Regions from separate parts of the Mus musculus genome. Here region 2 is linked to region 1. A link is a contact called in public HiChIP or PLAC-seq data. All regions are on one chromosome and are shown on one strand. The core of a region is the stretch at or near the end of the contact, and the rest is flanking DNA. Distances in the headings are between cores, read along the strand shown. Region 1 overlaps Mosmo (modulator of smoothened). Region 2 holds the start of Vwa3a (von Willebrand factor A domain containing 3A).

What was found. HiChIP or PLAC-seq counts read pairs in DNA pulled down with a chosen protein or histone mark.
Region 2: an H3K27ac HiChIP or PLAC-seq map of embryonic stem cells shows a contact between it and region 1, with 11 read pairs. The contact joins the promoter of Vwa3a here to the enhancer-like site in region 1. A contact is called at or near these places in 11 of 39 promoter capture datasets (the HPC-7 cell line, HPC-7-derived erythroid cells, embryonic stem cells and 6 more), 1 of 15 datasets of contacts at CTCF or cohesin (the NIH/3T3 cell line), 5 of 484 Hi-C or Micro-C datasets (embryonic stem cells and retina), 10 of 115 datasets of contacts at active chromatin or transcription factors (CD8 T cells, bone marrow-derived macrophages, double positive thymocytes and 6 more) and 3 of 9 other capture datasets (adipose tissue, liver and pancreatic islet).

Annotation. Positions count from the first base shown.
Region 1 is chr7:120,693,720-120,697,236 of GRCm38.p6, forward strand. The region is part of intron 1 of Mosmo (modulator of smoothened); the gene reads left to right. It overlaps Gm51495 (a long non-coding RNA gene), which reads left to right. Exons shown (of 2, transcript XR_003946866.1): 2 at 569-875. Among named protein-coding and RNA genes, the nearest start is that of Gm51495, 3.6 kb to the left of the region's middle. Within about 2 kb of position 1,677, at least 9 of the 459 cell types and tissues checked have an H3K27ac peak or open chromatin away from gene starts, as enhancers often do. A contact at or near this core is called in embryonic stem cells, where this site is marked.
Region 2 is chr7:120,737,805-120,741,321 of GRCm38.p6, forward strand. It overlaps Vwa3a (von Willebrand factor A domain containing 3A), which reads left to right and starts at 1,753. Exons shown (of 34, transcript NM_177697.3): 1 at 1,753-2,139; 2 at 2,225-2,326. The coding sequence starts at 2,307.

The DNA.
Region 1 (3,517 bases), core at 427-2,926:
GCTGACCCCAGAGAGCTCCTATGTAGTTACTCTCTCTAGCCATCTTGCTCCTGGGGTCCCGTCTTCCTCACCTCTGAATGCTGGGATTACAGGTTGGCCACTATGGCCACATGGCATTTACATGTGTTCTTAGAATTTGAGCTGCAGCCCTCACACCTGCACAGAAAGTGCTTTAGCTACTGAGGCATCTCCGCAGCCTGGGCAGCCTTTTTAGTGTTAGCATTCTAAGGTAGAGTTGAGGACAAAATGAGGTTTCTTTCTGAACCAAAATACTTGAGATCCCATTTGAGAAGTGAGAAAGAAAACTGCTAAACACCTACTCCACTTGTGCAATCTCAGGGAGACTGAATCTCTAATTGGTTTCTTGCCCTAGTCCTTGCCTTCAGCAACTTTGCCTCAGTATGAAAATGTTTCTGTTCCTTTGAAGATGCTTGCCAGGCTAAGCCACAGATCATCTCCAGGGTCTTTATTGTGGGTGTTACCTTTGGGGAGAACATCTGACTACGGTTTTCCTTTTGAAAGCACATCTGCATGTTTCTAGATTCACAATGGGTTGTTACTTTCCTAGGTCTTACCATCATCCAATTTAAGAAATGGATGGGGCTGGAGAGATGGCTCAGTGGGTAAGAGCACCCGACTGCTCTTCCGAAGGTCCGGAGTTCAAATCCCAGCAACCACATGGTGGCTCACAACCATCTGTAATGAGATCTGACGCCCTCTTCTGGAGTGTCTGAAGACAGCTACAGTGTACTTACATATAATGAATAAATAAAAAAATCTTAAAAAAAAAAAAAAGAAATGGATGGTTTCTCCTCCAGAAAACAAAGTATACATAGGTGGTAATCAAATAACATATTACTTTCAATTAAACTATTCAGATTTTCCCTTCTTGCTTTCAGGTTTTCAGAATGGAATTGTCATACTGAACATTTACACAGAAGTGTGTGGAGGCCTTCATTCTTGAGTGTCTGTGGATGACTGGGTTCGTGATCCACAGCCACGATGCTCAGTCCCTTATATAAAACTGCACACTGTTTGCTTATAAACCAGGCCACGCTTCTGTTTGCCTTTTCAACTCAATTATTTATAATGCTTAACACAGTTGAAATGCTGTATAAATAGTTGTGCATTGTATTGCTTTAGGGATTGTGGCATGGAAAAGTATAAATCTTTAGTATCTTCAGTATAGGTACAATTTTGTCTCCCCCTTGGATATTTTCAGTATGAGGTTGATCGAATCTAAAGATGTGGAATGTATATACTGTATATAGCCAACTTTATGCAATACATATAAGTGTGCCTTTCTTTTGATTATTTGGTTGTATATAGCAGAAGTTCTAATATATGTGTTGAAACCATTGCAGTCCCTATCGTAGATAAGCTGCAGAGCTATGGGATTGAGAAAAGTTTTGTTGTTTAACATCAGAAGCACATAATTAAGGACTCTAAAAATCCTAAGACTGTTTTAAGCTTTTTTCTGAAATAACTGCTTCCTTCTTTAATTGCCCTCTTAGCATACTCAGTCTTTTTGGAATTGTTACATGCAATTTACTTAGTTGTATTTCTTTTAATTTTGCATTTTACAGGGCTGTAGATCACACAGCTCATGCTCTGTCTTACCCTCCACTTAGCCCCCCACCTCGTGACCCTGAGGGAGCACGTGTCACCAGAGCACTCCTTCTCTTGCCCTTCTGTGTGTTCGTGCTTTAAGAGTCACAAAGGCAGATTGCTGAATGCACAGTCTTGACATTTTAAATACCTCCGATTTTGAAAGCGTTCTTTCTCTGAGCTGTTAGATCCAAGTATGATTAATAAAATGAAGCAGGGTTCCTGCAGTTCCTCCTCAGTCGAGTTGCTATTTAGTCTTCTGGCCTTGTCATCTGTCTGGTGGTGAGAAATCCCTTATATAAAACTGCATACTATCAGCTTGCTTTAGTGTCCTATACATTAAGGTCTGTGGTTTAAGGAAACCCACTTTACCTTTGTTTAGAATTCTTGTGTTTTAAACTTTTAGCTTTCTATTGACTTTTTTGTTTTAAACATCAGCATATGATTTAGCCATCAATTGAACTAGAGCTCTAGACACTGAAGTCTGCTTGAAAGGGAAAGTGCTGTTGCATTTGTAAAGGCTTCTAGGCAGGTGTTTGATCTCTGGTACTCCCCACCCCCACCCCCACCCCCACCCCCTTTCATTGATCAGATTCTCTCAAGTTCTGTGCCGCCTGCACCTCACTGTATTTTGCAGATAAGGCTCCAGTGGAGGGGTTGGGAGTTTAATTAGCAAATTGCTAAATAGCATCACAAAAACCAGTGATGGTGTAGGAAGACTCTTGCCTCAGTTCCCTCTTGCCATCAGACCATGCCTCTCTCTCCTACCCCCAAATTCTGAAAATTTCCTGGCAAAATGCTTTCCAAGTTCATTAAATTTGAAGAAGATCTATACAAGGGCCATCACATGTTATTTCAGACTCCAGATGGGATCTATACTAACTGTCCTGATTCATCATTGATAAGAATGCCCCAAGCTAGTATTTTCTTGGGTTTAATCTTGCAGACCTTCCCGTAAGTAGATATTTACAACCTGTCATACATCACTGCAGAGAAAATTCAAATATGAAGAAGTATTTGAAAATCAAAACTATTTTCCTTGTCTTTTGGGACTGATGTAGCCATTGCATTATGAACTGACTGCAGCTGTGGTCACCTTACACAACCAAGCCAAGAGATCAGTCAGCATCCCAGCAAGCAGTGTACCAGGTGGGACTCATTGCATCACAAAAACACAGGGAGGGGAGGAGGGTGGTGGGGCGGTCATGAAAGTGGGAAAGACAGTGGGAATGCAGAGATGGGACGGCTATGATTAAGATACTTTGAATAAAAATGGCCCCCATAGGCCCATAGAGAAGAGCACTATTAGGAGATGTGGCCTTGTTGGAGTTAAGTGTGGCCTTATTGGAGGAAGTGTGCCACTGGAAGTGGCTTTGAGATTCCAAATGCTCAAGCCAGGCCCAGTGTCTCTCCTTCTCTTCCTGCTGCCTGCAGATCTGGATGTAGAACTCTCAGCACCATGTCCACTCACACACCACCACCACACACACTCAGCACCATGTCCACTCACACACCACCATGGCTCCTGTTATGATGACAGTGGACTGAACCTCTGAACTGTAAGCCAGCCCCATTAACTGGGGGCTGCTTTCCTTTATAAGAGTTGCTGTGTTCATGGTGTCTCTTCACAGCAATGGAAACCCTCACTAAAACACATTCTATACTTGTTACATGAAATTGTCAAAGAATAAATAAAAGACTTATTTAAAATCTCCATTTCACTCTAGCTGCATATGTAGCAGAAGAGAGGCCCCTTGGTCTTGCAAACTTTATATGCCTCAGTACAGGGGATGCCAGGGCCAAGAAGTGGGAGTGGGTGGGTAGGGGAGTGGAGGGGGAGGGTATGGGGGACTTTTGGGATAGCATTTGAAATGTAAATGAAGAAAATACCTAATTTAAAAAAAGAGTA
Region 2 (3,517 bases), core at 503-3,002, 44 kb after region 1:
CTGCCCCTTTCTTCATATGGCTTAGTGCCTGAGCCCACCTGCCTGCAGAGCTAAACAGCAGCCACAGTCAGTCACGTAGTTGGTTCAGGGAACATGGTAGCGTGTGACCAAGGAGCCAAGCTTAGGACTTGGTTGGAGCTCCTGGGAAGAAAGCTCTATCAGTTGCTAGGTTATGGGGGCAGAAATTGGTGCTGCTGGGCCCGGATATCCCTGCCAAACCTGAGGAGCCTTGACCTGAGAATTGAGCCATCCCAGAAGAGAGCTCAGGCATGGAGACCATTTGGCCAAAACCTCCTCACCCCCACCCCCCACCTTAAGCTAGTTTGAGTTTCTCTTAATTCACAGGAGCTCGGTACACTCCCCTGTGCTTGACTTTAAACACATCCCTCCCCTGCCCTCCTCCCGTCCTTTGGCAGCCTCTCTTAGTCAGGAATTTAAAACGCAGTTGACTTCATGCTGCTTCTCCACCTCACAAGGAGCACCTGCTCCGTTTGCAATAAAGGAAAATACAAGTTAATCCCTCCAACATACATCCCATGATGTTACCAGGTGAGAGCTTTTAAAAGAGTGACCAGAGAGGGATGAACAGACCCTACCAGCTCCAAAGAACTAATGGTAAGAAAACAGATACACCTACCCAGGCAGACAGACATACATGCCTTTCATCTCAGTACTCTGAGTTCAAGATTGAGTTCCAGGACAGCCAGGACTACACAAAGAAACCCTGTTTCAAAAAACTAAAACTAAAACCAAAGGAAAGGAAAACAGACATCCCTGTTGTGCTTTGATACTCAACAAGAGCCACACTCTAGAGATCTACAAAAGGTTTGCTGCTGGGTGTGGTGACGTGTGCTTGCAGTCCCTACCCTTGGGTGGCTGAGGCAGGAGTGGCTGCACATCACAAGCCTGACACACAGCTTTCTCCTCTCCCTCTCCTGTGGTCTCCATAAGCCATCCTGGCTTTCCTTGTAGCTCAGGTGGATCCAGAATGTGCTTAGTGGGCTCAATGAAAGAAGGCTTCCCTTGAAATGTTAAAAAGGGAAAACAAAACAAAACACCGAAAACCCTGTGTATCTCAGAAGCAAGGGAGATGGGGAAATGCCTTTCTGGGACCCTTACGTTTCAAAAAACAATGCCAAAAAGTTAACCAGCTTCCACCCCCACCCAACCCTTGTATCTAGGGCCTCACAGAATATAAGCTGGCCTTGAAATTCTGTACCCGTGACCTCCCACCTAGGATTCCCCTCAAGATGGGCACATGTGCTCCTGACCTTCATTCACATCACATCTCATAGCACTGTCATCCTGTCGTCCCCTCAAGCCTTTCTGACCTGCCCCTTGCCCGCCTTGTTGGTGTTGGCAAGAGTGCTACATGCCCTGAATTTGCACAGGGCATTTGCAACCCACAGAGCCTGACAATTACCATTTTCTATTTGGGAAGTTTGGTTGTTTTTGATCTGGCCTGGAATGAGCACCTCAAAGACAAGTCCCCAAGTCACCGGAGTTCCAGCTTCCGGAGCAAAAGGTTCCGGAAATGAAGACCAACTTAAGGGTGTCTGGAATGAGAAGAGCTTAGCCACTTGCTAGCTGGGGGACCCTGGGTGGAGCCCCTCATCTCTGTGTCTGTAGAAAGGTGCCAAGGAGTGTGAAACTGTGTGCCAAGTGCTAGTTACATCACAATCACTTGAGGCCATTGTTAAAGGGTCCTGCTGCACTGCAGCACAATCCCGGGCTACTCTCCTGAATGAGACCAGACCACACAGGTGAGTCCTCTTGAGTCCCTGGGTTTGGGAACTGCTGGAGTGAATGACCTTTGTAGCACCTGGCTGCGGAGACACTGACCTGCTGACTCCAGCTGGGCGTTGGCCTGGTGCTGCCAGATCTCCTAGGGCTGCTTCCCAATCCTCAGGGGAACTGAAGAGGAAGGCTCTTGGGCTTCCCTTGCATTGTTCCTCCATTCCGGCCACAAGAAGGCAGCAGGCAACAGGGCTCCACTGGCCTAAACCATACATAGACCTGGCTGACCCAGAGGTTCTAAAAGTAGAAAAGCAGGTCACATCCTGCCTTTATCAGGAAAAGAAACACAGATTAACCTGACAGAGGGACTTGCAACAGTCAAGGAGCCCCTTTATCCCTGGGGTGAGCAAGCTCTTTGCCTTTCCCTGCCCCAAGCTGGCGTGGTGCAGTCTGTTACCTTGGAGACCAGCTAACACTTATCTCACAGGCAAGCTGCTCTATAGCGTTTGTTTGGAGGAGCTTGGAGCAGAGAGGTCCTGCTGTGCCTTCTCCCAAAGATGGAGATGTAAATGAAGAAATGCAGATGGAGGTGAGTGTCACAAGGGTTGGCAAGTGGGGAGAGAGAATGGTTGAGCATTGGCCAAAAGAGAAAGATTTCTGTACTTGGTGCTGAGGATCTGAAACAGTGTGGAGACAGCAGGACTTCCATAGAGTTTCCACTGTGGGGTAACACGTAGGATTCTGGGGTTTCTTGGCAGACAGGGGGTTAAGGATGTTTGTAGAAGTAAGCACAGCTTGAGGATGGTTAGTGAAGTGTGTGTGTGTGTGTGTGTGTGTGTGTGTGTAGAGGTTTCCAAGGAGCAGAGCGGGTGACGGGTGGGGTTGAGAAGCAAGGAGTTGTTCTGAAAGAATGGTGAGCCTTGGTAACTCTTGGGTCCCAGAGTTACCAGGAACTTGGCAGGGTTCTATGCAAGAGCGATGGCTCACTCTGGTAACATGGACTGCACAGGAGCAGTGGAGTAACTGTAGTTAGATAACAAGGCCTAGGCGCTAGGAAGATGGCTCAGCAGGTAAGAGCACCGGCTGCTCCTCCATGGGACCCAGGCTCAGTTTCCAGGGACCTACTGCCCTCCTCTGGCCTCCTCCAGCACCAGGCACACACGTGATACACATACATATATACATGCAGGTGAGATGCTCAAACATTAAGTACATAAATCTTCTTTAAAAATTAAATCATGCACATAAAAATAAAATTTGAAATCTACAATAACAATAAACAGGCCCTGGGTCAATGAGCTTGCTCAGCAAATAAAGGCATTTGTCATCAACCTGACAACCTTGTTGATTCCTGGGACCCACATGGTGGAAGGAAAGAACCTCCTCCAAGCTGTCCTTTGAATACAGGTACATTGTGGCGTGTGCCTGCAGGTACACATATACGCACATACACACACATACGCTAAATAAATACATAAGTAAGTATAAAAAATGTTAGCCCTCTAGATTGCCTATGGGCTTTTCATGAATTAAATATTTGAGAGTTTCTTAGATTCAGATGTTAACCAACTGGGAAGGTAGCTGACTTCTTTTATCCAATAACTCTCATAACAATGCGCTTTGATCAAAACACTAATCTGCCCATGGGATCCCTTCATTCTCCTATGGTACCCCCCCCCAGTCACCCAGGGCAGTGCATCCGCAATGTACCCCGCTCCCTTGGCTGAACTCCATACCTGCATGGTCACAGAGGTTGGAAAACAAAAGCCAAGACTAACTG